Linked DNA regions of Mus musculus: region 2 is linked to region 1. The links are chromatin contacts, called in public promoter capture Hi-C maps. All regions are on one chromosome and are shown on one strand. Each heading gives the region's core, a stretch centred on a gene start, on an enhancer-like site or on the middle of the called end of the contact. The rest is flanking DNA. Distances are from core to core; before and after follow the strand shown. Region 1 holds the start of Nol8 (nucleolar protein 8). Region 2 overlaps Secisbp2 (SECIS binding protein 2).

Evidence for each region. Promoter capture Hi-C pulls out the DNA fragments that hold promoters and counts their contacts.
Region 2: a contact with region 1 is called in a promoter capture Hi-C map of embryonic stem cells, with 4 times the contacts expected there. The contact joins the enhancer-like site here to the promoter of Nol8 in region 1. A contact is called at or near these places in 5 of 39 promoter capture datasets (cranial neural crest, embryonic stem cells, liver and 1 more), 1 of 484 Hi-C or Micro-C datasets (embryonic stem cells) and 1 of 115 datasets of contacts at active chromatin or transcription factors (embryonic stem cells).

Annotation. Positions count from the first base shown.
Region 1 is chr13:49,651,408-49,654,858 of GRCm38.p6, reverse strand. It overlaps Nol8 (nucleolar protein 8), which reads right to left and starts at 1,781. Exons shown (of 17, transcript NM_001271397.1): 1 at 1,177-1,781; 2 at 357-512. The coding sequence starts at 1,213. It overlaps Cenpp (centromere protein P), which reads left to right and starts at 2,128. Exons shown (of 8, transcript NM_025495.3): 1 at 2,128-2,276. The coding sequence starts at 2,170.
Region 2 is chr13:51,666,525-51,669,975 of GRCm38.p6, reverse strand. All of the region lies in intron 7 of Secisbp2 (SECIS binding protein 2), which reads right to left. Among named protein-coding and RNA genes, the nearest start is that of Secisbp2, 17 kb to the right of the region's middle. Within about 2 kb of position 1,630, at least 9 of the 459 cell types and tissues checked have an H3K27ac peak or open chromatin away from gene starts, as enhancers often do. A contact at or near this core is called in embryonic stem cells, where this site is marked.

The DNA.
Region 1 (3,451 bases), core at 532-3,031:
TTTTATAAACATGATCAAAATATTTCAAAATGAGTAAAAAAAACAAAAAACCCTGAAGTAATCAATTCAGACACCTCTTAACAGTATATTAGTGTGTAATCAGTTCAGACATCCTGATTGTTAGTGACACTCTACTTAATAAGATAATGTTAGAATGTTGACTCCGAAAATTCAAAGTACAGATGTTTTAGAAATTCAAATGTTTTATACTTTTTCTGGTTTCAAAATTAATTTTCATATGAAATAATCCAGGAAGCCATATATGATGTTTAGCGCTAACATTCAGCTCTGGGGTTGCTTCTCCTGTAATATCATTGACCTTGTCTGTTTTTAACTCCCTCGTGTTACAGATTTACCTTGGTCATCTTTCCGAGTGATGATCTCCACGTCAGAAACTTCTCCAAATCTGCCGAACTGATTTTGTAGGTCTGTCTCAGAAATGCCCTGTCCAAGTCCACCCACAAAGAGGCGCTTCATTTCTCTGTTGCCTTGCATGGATGTTGGGCATCTATCTGGAAAAGTTAATTTTGGACAGAAAAACAATTTAATAGTTTTCCAGAAATTTAACACAACTCTTTCCCCTGAAACTTCTGTGCCAACTTCATCTTATGAAGCTATGTCTCTTCATATGTATTGCTTTCAGATTTTATCAGTGGAGATTTTACAAAGGCCCTCCATCCACATTCTCAATGAACACACTTTGCAACTGCACCTAAGTACAGCACATCCACACATCTTCTCCCAGATGTTTTCTCTAAAACAACCACAGCTATTATATCTTATCCTTATTGATTTTTTATTCGAAGTACTGCCCTCCCCCATTCATTTCTACATTTTTACCTTAACATATACTGGCAAAAATAGTAAGCTAACGGATAAAAATAGCTTCATCCTGGAGCTCCAGTCATAACAAAGTCTGCAATTACAATAGTATGGCAAAATACAAGTGTCCCCTAAGCGCTGTTAAATCACAAAGACGGCAACTTAAGTTATACCTAAAATATGTTTCCCCACTGTGTGCCTGTATTGTTCAAAGCAGTCTGAGTGGATCTCATCGGTCAGGGGAGTAGGAGCGGTTACGGCTTTTCCCAGTGCCACTTAGAAAACAGTAGTGGTGACAGCAAGGATCATAATGAAGTCTAATTTTGGAACCCGGAATTGTTAACACTGTCCTACCAAGATTGCTGGAAACGTTTTCCAGAGGTCGCTCCATCTCGTTTAGCTCTCGGCGGATGTTCAGCTCTTACTCAAACCTTTCTCAAAAGTTGGCTGTCTCCTTCCAAGCGAGATCACTAAATAGCGGCAGAAGCCCAAAGCAAAGGCCAGCACTCTGGGAAAAAAACCTACAGTGTACCCCTTCTTGGTAGCCACCGCCCCATCCTTCCAGCCCTGCCCTCTCTCTTCGAGAAGCCCCTAAGGAAGGAGAGGAGAGGCTAAGCCCAATAGCCCATCACTTCTCACGAGCAAACACTCTTCCTCAGGGCGCTTGTCCGACTCAGCTCAAGCCCGGCGTAGCACTTAACGTCTAATAACACGTGCCGGCAAGTGCATTTTCCTTTCCTTCCTACAAAGTTTCCAACCCAATCTCCTAAGGTTCCGTTATCCCGCAGTTCCAGAGGGCTCTTTATTTCCTCCGCCTTCGCTTTTACTGACGTTCTGTTAGTTCTCCTCCACGTTGTAAAACTGACAGAGTGTGAGAAAGAAAAATAAAAATCGGTAATTCCTACAGAAAAGACACTCCGCCGCGTGGTTCCTGATTTCCGGTTCAAGTAGGCGGAAGTGAAGAAGCGGAACCAAAATAAAGAGACTCCTTTCCTCGTGCTTCCGAGAATCCGCCCCCTTCGGTGACGTAAGAGCTCGGCTGGCCCAGTGGCCGTTAGACGGGATGGGCGGCCGTTGGAGGGTGACGTGCAATTTGGAACGAACCAACTCGCAGAGGCGGCGGGGGTGTCTAGACGCTCGACGCGACATTTCGCGGGCCGTCAGGCTCGGGAACGTCGTCCGAGGCCGTGGGCGTGGACGCGCGACTCCCGGCAGCCTCTCCCCCCGTGAGCTCGAGAGTGGTCCGTTCCAGGAGCGCGCGCGCTCCTTGAAGTCTCCTGGCTGCCCGAGGCGCCCAGACTGCCATTCTCCGGGCTACTTCACCTTCAGGGTTCCACGTCGGTAGCCATGGATTCCGAGACCCGCGAACTGCGCGCCCTGGAGGCGGAGGTCGCAGCGCTGCAGCGAGAGTGCAGAATGCTGCAAAACGCTGGGGAGAAGGCGTCCGGAGCCTGGTACGTGGCTCGGGTCCATCCCTCCCAGCCCATGCCCTGTAGCACCCCGCGGACCTCTCAACCTTATGACAGTTCTGGACTCCGACTCCCTCACCCCCCCAAGACCCATGCTCAAGAACGTGGTGGGAGACGTCCTGAAATGTGAACTTGAATCAGTGTTCTGGGAGAACGATGACCTCATGAGTGTGTGAACGCTGCGTTTGGGGCTTATGACTTGATTATAATCAGCAGAAAATAGTTTCCTTAAGGGTTGTTTTCGCCCAGTTGATGAGAATCAAAGGGAAAATCTGGCTTTTCTTTAAGCAGTCTTTGCCTTCGGGAGAACAGCATCTAGATAGCTGGTTTTGTTTTGTTTTGTTTTTCTGGGTTTGGAGACATTGTTACTCTGTAGGTCAGGAACTGGCTCAATTTGATTTCAAACTCAAGAGTCTTCTATTCCGCAGCCCCCAACTCCCACACACAGTGTTGGAGTTATTACCTGAGCCACCATACTTGCTCTTGTCTAGTTGGGATTCCCTCCTTACTCTGGTTTCATGGATTTGTTTTTGTGACTCATCTAACGATGTAGTTAAGGGGCCCTGACCTTTTTTTTTTTTTTTTTTTTTTTTTTTTTTTTTTCTGCATTATGTTAGAAACATAAGGGTTGGGGGTATATAGCCCCAGGGCAGGGCAGCCTAGCATGGTCAAATTGGTATATATGGCTAATGCCTTCTATAGGAAACTGTGATAGTCTTCTGATTAGTTACTATTGTTAAGCCTTATTTAAAGGTAGTTGATCTGAGTGTTAAATAGTTAAATAGCTTGCCTAAGGTCCTAGAGAAATCCAAAGCCCAAGCATTGCCCATTCAAAGAGAGAAGGAAGGCTAGAACTAGCAGTAACTTAGTATCTTAAACATGGAAAAAAAATACCTTTTTTATTAGGTGTAATTTGGAACAGGTTCAGAGAACCTTAGTGCAGGAAACAAATTCTAAAGAAAGAGAACGTTGTTAACTGTTGAAAGAAAGAGGGAGATGTGTGTGTGGCCTCCAGCTGTGCATGCTCTTCACAGCAAGAATGGAGATGCCTGCTGCTGATTCAGGGATGGCCCACAGACTGGAAGCATTAAGATTAGAGTTGGGGAGCCTGCCAGGCTGACTCCATCCCTACTTACCGAGTTTAGAATTTATATTTTATC
Region 2 (3,451 bases), core at 381-2,880, 2.0 Mb before region 1:
ATATAAAGGTCTGGGTTGTGACTTGATGGCAGTGCATGTGCCAGACCTGGGCTGATTCTCCGACCCCAACGGAGGGAGGATGCAAACATAAACTTAAACTCAGTGACTTAAGGTCACACACAACATCATGGATGGTACTTACTGGCTTGCTTCCCCTGCCTTGCTCAGCTTGCTTTCTTATAGAACCAAGACTTCCAGCCCAGGGACAGCACCACCCACAGTGGGCCCTCCCCCCTTGATCACTAATTGAGAAAATGCCTTACAGCTGGATCTCATGGAGGCATTTCCTCAAGGGAGGCTCCTTTCTCTGTGTTAACTCCAGCTTGTGTCAAGTTGACACACAAAAGCAGCCAGTATAACTGGCCTCTGGTCAATTTGACACACACATACACCCCACTATTAAGCCTTTACTTCCTTATTCATCCCCAAGATCTAAATAACTTTAAAAGTCCCACAGCCTTTACAAATATTTACATATTAAAATTTCAACCCCTGCTGGGCATGGTGGCGCATATCTTTAATCCCAGCACTCAGGAGGCAGAGGCAGGTGGATTTCTGAATTCAAGGCCAGCCTGGTCTACAAAGTGAGTTTCAGGACAGTCAGGGCTATACAGAGAAACCCTGTCTCGAAAAACCAAAACCAAAAAAACCAAAAAAAAAACCAAAACAAAAAAAAAACAAAAAAACAACAACAAAAAATTTCAATCCCTTTAAAATATCCAATCTCTTATGAAAGTCAAAGTCTTTTTACAATTCAAAGTCTCTTAACTGTGGGCTCCAGTAAAATTCTTTTTTCCTTCAAGAGAGAAAAATATCAGGGCACAGTCACAATCAAAAGCAAACTCAAACTGTCCAATATCTGGGATGCACTCAGGATCTTCTGGGCTCCTCCAAGGGCTTGGGTCACTTCTCCAGCTCTGCCCTTTGTAGCACATACCTCGTCTTCTAGGCTCCAGCTGCCTGTACTCCACTGCTGTTGCTGTTCTTGGTGGTCATCTCATGGTACTGGCAACTCCAAAACACTGATGTCTTCCACTGCAACTAGGCTTCACCAATAGCCTCTCACAGGCTCTCAACTCCTTTGCATGACCCCTTCAGTCCTGGGCCATCAATTGCTACTGAGGCTGCACCTTCACAAATGGCCTTCCATGGCCTCTCACAGTGCTGAGCCTCAGCTGCCCTTCAGCCTTCAAAACCAGTACCATGTGGGTGACTCTTACACATTTCCAAGTCCAGCTGCAGCATGAGGTACAACCTTGGCTATCTCTGGAACACAGCCTCTGTGCTCTCAGAAAACACTTCCCAGAAGATTTCACCTCAGTGATGCTGTCTCTTCTTAATCACCACTAATTTCTTAGCTCCAGCTAACTAGCATGAGAAGTCCCAGTAAAGCAAAGGGTTCACTTTAGTAGTTCTGGTATCTTGTTAATCACTGCTGAACCTTCAGCCCCAGCTAATTGCGGGAAGCGGGTGCGGCCACAGGCCCCGTGAAACCCACTTGTTTACTACCTTGCCTGAGCATGCGCAGTGAAGCTGCATGCGAGGGCTGCCTGCCAGGCTGGACTGTTCCTCGTGATCCAGACCTGTCAGCCTATCTGTGAACGACCTGAGCTCGTGTCTGGAGCACACACGTGCGTGTGTGTGAATTCTAATTGGATGAGGTGGGGTGGAGCTAGAAGGAGGTGACTTGGTGAGAGTAGTGAAGAGAGTAGTTTTAGCCCTTGCCGTGAGTAGAAGTAGAGTAAGAGAAGCTGTTGTAATAGGAGTGTTTTAGCCCTTGCCCTAAGAAGAAGCTGCTGGGGAAGAGAACTGTAAAAGGAAAAAGCCACAAGTAAAGAAGCTGTTGTGTGAACCCGACTTGGTGTTCGAGTTGTTCTTGTTGCCGCGGGTGGGAGACTGCGGAGACCGGACACCGGGACAGCTAACCAAAACCGAAGAATCTTCACAATCAAAGCAAGGGCCCTGAAAAGAGTCTTTAATCTTCCCTCTGAAATTTCACAAGCCAGCCCTCCATCTTCTGCCTGTTCTCAACATTATCTTCCAAGCTCCTACACAACATCCCACAGAGCTCTGAATATCCCAATGGATCTTCTAGCTCAAAGTTCCAAAGTCCTTCCACAGTCCTCCTCAAACATGGTCAAGTTGTCACAGGAATACCCCACTATGCTGGTACCAGTTTGTCTTAGTCAGGGTTTCTATTCCTGCACAAACATCATGACCAAGAAGCAAGTTAGGAAGGAAAGGGTTTATTCAGCTTATATTTTCACATTGCTGTTCATCACCAAAGGAAGTCAGGACTGGAACTCAAGCAGGTCAGGAAGCAGGAGCTGATGCAGAGGCCATGGAGGGATGTTACTTACTGGCTTGCTTCCCCTGGCTTGCTCTCAGCTTGCTCTCTTATACAACCCAGGACTACCAGCCCAGGGATGGCACCACCCACAATGGGCTGGGCTCTCCCACCCTTGATCATTAATTGAGAAAATGCCTTACAGCAGGATCTCATGGAGCCATTTCCTCAAGGGAGGCTCCTTTCTCTGTGGTAACTCCAGCTTGTGCCAGGTTGACGCACAAAACCAGCCAGTACACTTTGAAAACCAACAAAATCTTTTCTTAACTTAGTTTTTTTTCTTTGAAGCCTGCAGCATGGTATACAATAATCTACTAATGCAGCTTCTCCAAAGGGTGGAAATGAAGAACGACAGACAAGGGCCTGGGCCCAGGTTCATTCCCAAGAACAAACTGGAAAAAATAAGTGAAATTTAAAAGAATTCAGAGAGGTATGAAGAGCATTCAGATGACTAGACTCTCACAGTAACACTTGCCATTTGCACAGACTTCATAATGGAGAAGAAAGTGCATCATTCAAAGCAGAGCTGTCCCAGCCGTAGGATGCAAAGTGACCCACTAGGCCTCTGGCCTCACGGACCTGGACCAGGCATTTATGCCACTGGTTCTGCCTTCTGAGAGCTGGGGCTGGATCAGCTGTCATGTTGGCCAAGCATGGTGTCTAACTTTTATTACAAGTTTTCTAAAATACTTTTTGTTTGGTTTGTTTGTTTCTTTCTTTCTCTCTCTCGTTCGAGGCAGGGTCTTGCTGTAGCCTTGGCTGTCCTGTAACTCACTCTGTAGACCAGGCTGGCCTCGAGCTCACAGAGATCTGCATGCCTCTGCCTCCTAAGTGTAGGGATTACAGGGTGTACAATGATGTAGGAAGCAATTGCTTGAAGTATTCTGAAACACATTCACTCCTGTGTGTTCTCACTGAGCACACATGACCAGTCACTTATCCATCCTGCCACCATGCCTGTCCTGCCATGATGTACCCCCAAACTCTGAGACAAAGCAAACCTTCCGAGAGAGAGAGAGAGAGAGAGAGAGAGAGAGAGAGAGAGAGAGAAAGAGAGAAGCTTAATATAAAAAAAACAAACAAAAAAACCCCCCAAAAACCTGT